Linked DNA regions of Sus scrofa: region 2 is linked to region 1. Evidence: chromatin contacts called from public Hi-C data. All regions are on one chromosome and are shown on one strand. The core of a region is the stretch at or near the end of the contact, and the rest is flanking DNA. Distances in the headings are between cores, read along the strand shown. Region 1 holds the start of TPP2 (tripeptidyl-peptidase 2). Region 2 overlaps TPP2 (tripeptidyl-peptidase 2).

Region 1 (3,617 bases), core at 1,055-3,554:
CAGCTCCGATTAGACCCCTAGCCTGGGAACCTCCATATGCCGCGGGAGCGGCCCAAGAAACAGCAAAAAAAAGACAAAAAAAAAAAAAAAAAAAAAAAAAAATTCACTCATGTTTGCACCTCACTACATTGCTTTCAAATGGCCATGTTTAGGTCAATCTCTGAGTTAAAGGTGTTAGAAGACTTAAGAATTTTCTTTCATTTTACTTCAAATATGCTATTGCTTAAACACTGATTATATGCACATATCTAATGTATATTTATCCTTCAGAGAGTTGGTGATTTAAAAGATCCAGCATAAACTCCTTTTGCTAAATAGCCTGGCTTAAAAAAAAAATCAGTGTTTTAACACTTTCCTTGAGCACTCTGAGGTCCCATGTAATTAATTAATCGCCTCAATTTTCACAGCAACACCGTGGGATGAGAATTTCTGCTACTTTACAGAGGGAGTAATGGAATTATTTGATAAGCAGGTATGGGACATTCTACAGGAGTATTTTTTTCTGAGACCGTACTCCTCCCAACTCTTCAGAGCCTCTTATTATCCTGACAAAAGAGCCAGTGAACCACTTATCCCAGCTGTTCTCCTCCCACTTGGCCCTATAAAAAGTAAACATACACCGCAACAGAATGGAAACCCTCACTACCCTGTAATGAAGCCTCAATGAGGTGATGGCCCTGCCCTGTCTCAGGAACACAACTGTACCGCTAGGGCCAGCCGCAAGGGACCCATCACCTGCCCCTCTCCTGAGGCACCAGAGCTGTCTGGCAGGGCCACCAAGAGGCGTGCCAGACTCGAAGAATGAACAGGAGGAAGTAAGATTCCTAGAGGGATTCCCTACTGAGTCAGCCAAACTGGGTCCCTTTTTCCCCTGCATGACACCCTAACTTCCAAAATGCTACCTCAATTACTAGAGAGCACACACAATAAAAGATGGGGACGAGGTGTGGGGGCGATTATTAAACTTCAGCTTTTGAAGAAATACAGATGAAGGGACTGATACAAGGGACAGACAGCACACAGGAGGATTAGCCCAGGTTAGACTTTGGGGAGGTGGATCCTGAACAGCGGTGGGATTCTGTTTATTACTGGCTTTCAGTAAAAGGCTGAGGCTGAATTCAAAAAAGTCAAACTTTGAAGACTTTAATGAGAATGCTTTCAATGGAAAGACACATGTTTTAAAACGACCTTTGGGATGGTACCTTGACCTAGCGATTTCAAAGGTGCCTGAGGCAAAACGGGGTAATTTTAAAAAATCATAAAGTGCTGTCTTACATTTTGAGGCTGAAAAATAAAAATACAAAAGCATAATTTAATGCCGTCTGAAGAGTTCGCCAAAAACAAACTCGACTGGGTTCTTGTGTCAAACAAAGACTAAGCCATGCGTTTTCAATGACCCTAAACAAGCACACTGCAGAAGAGGATTTAAAAATAGAACACATAAAACTACCAGAGGAAACAATTCCGGAAGTTGACTGAGTTGTCTTCTTGAAAGCCGGCTCTTGCCTTTCAAGATAAACCATTCCTCCCCAAACCAAATCTCCCGAACGGCAGCGATAAAAAAGGAAGTTCACATGGGTCATTTGCCCCTATCTCCTCCCCACCCCCACCCTCCCGTAAATAATAAAACTGTGAAATCTCGTTTGCAAATAACAGGCACGGGGTGAGTGGGTTCCGGAGACACGAGGAACCCGCGAGGAAGCTGGCGAGGTGGACAGGGGCCTGAGGGCCCTGGCCTGGCAGCGCCTGGGAGGAAGGGGCTTCCCGGGCGACAGACGCACCCGGGAGCCCCGACCAACCCCGCGGGGCACGCAGCTTTTATCTGGGCCGGGATCACGGCCCAGCCGGGGCTCCCGGGCCCCGGGCCGTCGCCCTCCGCCGGGCCCCCGCGCCCGCCCTGCCCTTCACCTCTTTCCGGCGCCCTGGTCCCCCTCCGCCGCAGAGCGGGCTTCGGCCTGCGGGGCTCCGACGCCGCGTCCCCGGCCCGCCCGCCCGCCGGCTGGCCGCCCGCGCCCCCGCGCCCGGGCCCTCGGCGGCTGCCGCACCTGCATGCCCGGAGCCCCGGGGTCGACCCCGGTGTCCAGGACGGCGATGAGCACCCCCCGCCCGTCATACTCCGGGTAGCGGCAGAGGAAGGAAGCGGCCCCGGTCTCTTTCTTTGGGAGGAGGCCGTGGAAGGGGAAGGGCTCCTCGGTCGCGGCGGTGGCCATGGACGCAGGCTGGAGGGCGAGGAAGAGGCAAACTGCCAGGCTGCGCGCGGACAGGCGGCGCGAGGACACCCGGGCGGCCGCGGGCCTGGGCGGGGGCGAGGGGCGGGGCCGGCCGCCGGCCAATCCCGGCCCGCCAGGGAGAGGCGGCCAATCACGCGCTGCGACGTAAGCCAAAGGCGCCGCTCTCGGGAGCCGAGCGGAGTGTTGCCCGGGCCGCAGAGAAGGAGGCGGAGTTTGAGGCATAGCTGGAGGGTTCGGTTCTAGAACCCGGGGTCTTAAAGGGACGCACGTTTAGGGTTTTTAGGGTAAAGGGGCTGCCAAGCAAAGTCAGCATGTCCTGAATCAAAACCATCCCCGGCGGACGAGGAAGGAAGTGATCTGCCGGTCTGGAGTAGCAGGAACCCCGAGCTGGCCAGCGATGGCTTCTAACTTGTTGTGAAACTTCTCAGTCCGCCGCTGCAGCATCCCCAGGTGACCCGAGGAAAGGAGCCAGCTCAAGCACGCTAAACCCCTAGGAGTTGGAGATTGGCGAAATGCCGGGACATAAGTTTCTGAGAGAGAGCGCTTTGATTCAGGCGTTTAAGGATTGTGTTCCCCTGCCTGTCTCGAGTGTGTCCGTTTGAGCCGGGCCGGGGAGTAAAAAGGAATAAGGTGGGGAGGGACCAAAGCTTCAGTCAACTGGAAGTGGGTTTGTCCGTTTTGTCGGCCTTGTAACGCGGTACCAGGCAGAAGTGGGCCTCTCCTATCCTCACTGCTTAACGCTGGGCGCCAGGGGTTTCTGAAAAACATTCTTCTCGCTCTCCATCTCCCCCTCCTTAAATTGATGTTCTTGGTTGCTCCTAAAAGTTCCCCAGTTATCGAGCCCTAAGTTACAGTTTTTCAGATAATCAGTGGCGTCTATAAATTGCTTCATGGTACACTAGTAGCTCTTTCATGATCTTTCTGTCTGTATTCGTGCCAGGGTGATTTTAGTCGCGTGCGTGTGTGCCCGCCAATGACCCCTTTGGCAAGCCGGTGAGGCTTACAGACCCCCGTCTCAGAGCAATTTTAAGCTCAAAATGAAATAGGATTACAAAAGAAATTACGTTGAGATAGTTACAGAATATTAAAACTAACTTTGTTATGTGCCAATAGATTTATACGTGTGTATATAGTTATATATATGCTTCCTTACATTAAATAATAGGAACTAGCACCAAATCTAATAAACTACCATTATTTCAAAGTAGTAAAGGGCATAAATGATATCTTGAGATGCTTGTGACTATACTGTGATAAGAAGCTGATTTTTATTGGTGACGCTAACAGTAACTGCTAATACCACTCTGCTCATTGCCTGCATCTGTAGTTGAAGGAAACATTTAATTGAAAGGTTAGTGGAAATAAAGACTTTTTTTTTTCTCCTAA
Region 2 (3,220 bases), core at 381-2,880, 44 kb before region 1:
CCGGTCCTGCCCCTTTAGGTATCCTAAGAGTCAAAAGAGGAGAAAAGGAACAAAAGGGAAACGTTTACTAAGATAATTCCAGGGGAAAAAAAAAAAGCACGTGCATTCTGAAGAATTCCCACAGCTGAGATTTCAAAAACCAAAGGGAAAAATTACCTTAGTCTCAAATGGCAAATGACAAGATCCTGTAAGCTTAGGCTGATGTAATGAACTAGCATTCTGAGATCAGAGCAGAAGACGGACAGCGAGTATAAGCAATGTTACCATCACTTACTTGTCATCAGGTAAGGAAGTAACAAAGAACGGCTGGTTATATTTGGGTGGCAATGTCAAGTTACTTGATTTCTTCTTCCCTAGAAGTGCAAGGCTATGATTTTCATGAATATCTAAGCTCAAGGTATTAGACAACCTATGAGAAACAATAAACGGAAGATCTTTAAGACGCTCCAAATCACTGATTTGCTCATGACGAATCTGTAGTCGAATTGTATAATCTCCTTTCTCCAGTTTCAAAGAATACTACAAAAGAGAAAACATTTGGGAAGAGTTTAGCTGGGTAAGTGAAAATTACAGTCAGAGGATAAACAGTAAGAATTACCACTTACAGGCTGCTTACGGTACATGAGGTTCAGGGCCAGTTACTACACCTACTTCTACATGCACGTGGTCTCGACTGCAGGGAAGCAAGCAGGACCTGGGGTGTCAGGTAACCTGGCCAAGGTCACGTACAGAGTAGATAAGGGGGCTGAAGGCAGCTCTGGCTCCCAAGCCCTCATTCGTCCCACAACAGGCTACTCACTCCTACACGCCAAGCTAAATCCCTGTCTGCTCAAGACTGATAAAGGCAAAGATTTTCTAGTTCAGGGGTCTTCATGGACACGTATAAAACACCACCAAAAATTAGCAAAACTAAGGTGCTGTGTATCCAAGACCAACATACACACACATATGACTGATAGGCTTTGGATTATAATCAAAATGCCACACCCCTCTGCTGCAGACAGGAAAGAGGGAGCCAGTGGGGATCAAGGAATACAAATCCACCAAGCTCCGTCTAGTTAACCTGCTCAAGAGGATGGAACACTGTATTCTGCAACAGCAGTTTCTCCCAAGATCTTAAAAGCAACCAAAGTAGTAATGGCACTGTAATAATCCAGTCTGTACTGAGGAGACATGACTGGGCCTCGCTTTGAGGAAAAAAGGAAATTATTCATCGAACGACTAACTAAAAACACTCTGCATAAATTACTTCTATTATTTAGCATAAAATTGTGAATGTCACAGGAAATACCTCATTTCTGTCATAACACTTTAATCAGGGATAAGATTTCTATAAATTACATGATTAAAAGATTTGTTTTTCCCTTCAACACAACAGTGACAGGCACAGTGCCTGGCATACACTAAGTGCTCACTACACAGCTGACCAAGAAGAAATATATTTCAAAGTTCTAATAAACTGTAGACACCTGGCAGGGTCGCCTTGTTCTGGACCCAGTTCAGTCATGGGATCGCATCGAGGTACTCATATATCAGGGTGATTTGCTTTCAGCGATCAGATGGGAACAAGCACCGGGTAAGAAGGAGAAATACTAAAAATAAAAGCTCTGCCGGCCAGCACCTGCGAGCGTGACCCTGGCGCTCCTCGAGCCCAGCGCCTGATTCAGCCGAACTGTAGGCTGAGAAGCCGTCATGGTTGTTCTACAGCAGACGGCTGGGCCACGAGCAGCGGCTCCATGCACCAAGTGCACAGCCACACCAGCATTTCAAACCAGGGACGTTACCCCACCAACCACCTGCAGTGTACTAGTTCTGTTAATTCTGAGTCACTGCCCACTTGATACCTGATGAGGATAGGCATCGCCGGAACCCATCTGTCTTTTGTTCTGGTCAAATATAATCCACAGCTGGCTGTCAAATTCTGACTCGTATAATAATTCACAAAGCAGGGGGCAGCTTGGAGTGACCTCCCCACTCTTGGGCTGTAAAAGAATAAGACTGATTACTTGACGTGGTTTATGCGGTTTCTTTTTTTTTTTTTTCTTTTTTCTTTTTTTGGCTTTTAAGGGCCACACCTGCAGCATATGGAGGTTCCCAGGCTAGAGGTCCAATTGGAGCTACAGCTGCCAGCCCACGCCACAGCCACAGCCACGCCAGATCTGAGCTGCGTCTGTGACCTACACCACAGCTCACGGCAATGCCAGATCCTTAACCCACTGAGCGAGGCCAGGGATCAAACCCACAACCTCATGGTTCCTAGTCAGGTTCGTTAACCACTGAGCCACGATGGGAACTCCAGAATAATTATGTTAATCAGTGTTAATTACTTGATTCTATGTCATATATGTGTGTATACAAACACTAAATACACTATTCTTTCATTTTTGGATTTTATGAATCATAAAACAAAGGTGATTATAAGGGTACATATACTTTATTTATTTATCTTTTTAGGGTATACTTGGTTATACAAACACTTACTTGATGAAAGTTGTATGTCAGGATCATCTCATAGAGCTGACGATTATTTGGCAAAACATCTCTTGATCCTAAAGGCTTTGTTTTTGCACTCAGTGGACTGTAATCAGACAATTGCATAAGATTCAAGAGTTCACTTAAATGAGACAAAACTATAATCAGCAAAATCTGTAACATATCACAGTAAGTGACAAATGGACACTGTCACTCTGCAGTACATGCTATAATATTTTAATCATTAACATCAACGTAATTCTTTATTGACAGAACCACAGCAATACATAGTGCTCAATTTTACAGTATTACAAAGGTAATCTTCTTCTTCTTCTCCTTTTTTCTCTCTAGGGCCGCGCCTGGGGCACATGGAAGCTCCCAGGCTAGGGGTCAAATCGGAGCTGCAGTGGCCGGCCTATGCCACTGCCACAGCAACGCCAAATCCGAGCTGTGTCTGCAACCCACTCCACAGCCCATGGCAATGCTGGACCCCCCTGGACACTAGCTGGGCTCCTAACCTGATGAGCCACAGCACAAACTCCTAAAGGTAATCTTTTCATGATAAAAGCATTTTCAATTGTCAACTAGAAGTCCTGACATTATCAGATCCCAACACTAGGGCACTCATCCCTAACAGTGCTGAAGGTCAGGTTTTGTCCACAGATGTTCCTGCCCTCACGCAGGAGGGTCCTGCCAGGCGCCATGCCAAGGGCTGTATATGTGTGTCACTGAAGGCTTGAAGCTGGGG

Evidence for each region. A called contact is a pair of places that touch in the nucleus more often than the background predicts.
Region 2: a Hi-C map of skeletal muscle shows a contact between it and region 1, with 3 times the contacts expected there. The contact joins the enhancer-like site here to the promoter of TPP2 in region 1. A contact is called at or near these places in 1 of 5 promoter capture datasets (liver), 7 of 47 Hi-C or Micro-C datasets (differentiating spermatogonia, embryonic fibroblasts, epiblast stem cells and 2 more) and 1 of 2 datasets of contacts at active chromatin or transcription factors (skeletal muscle).

What each region holds. Positions count from the first base shown.
Region 1 is chr11:70,941,829-70,945,445 of Sscrofa11.1, reverse strand. It overlaps TPP2 (tripeptidyl-peptidase 2), which reads right to left and starts at 2,304. Exons shown (of 30, transcript XR_002336739.1): 1 at 2,046-2,304.
Region 2 is chr11:70,985,256-70,988,475 of Sscrofa11.1, reverse strand. It overlaps TPP2 (tripeptidyl-peptidase 2), which reads right to left. Exons shown (of 30, transcript XR_002336739.1): 21 at 2,482-2,578; 22 at 1,845-1,982; 23 at 275-519; 24 at 1-23. Among named protein-coding and RNA genes, the nearest start is that of METTL21C, 35 kb to the left of the region's middle. Within about 2 kb of position 1,630, at least 2 of the 83 cell types and tissues checked have an H3K27ac peak or open chromatin away from gene starts, as enhancers often do. A contact at or near this core is called in skeletal muscle, where this site is marked.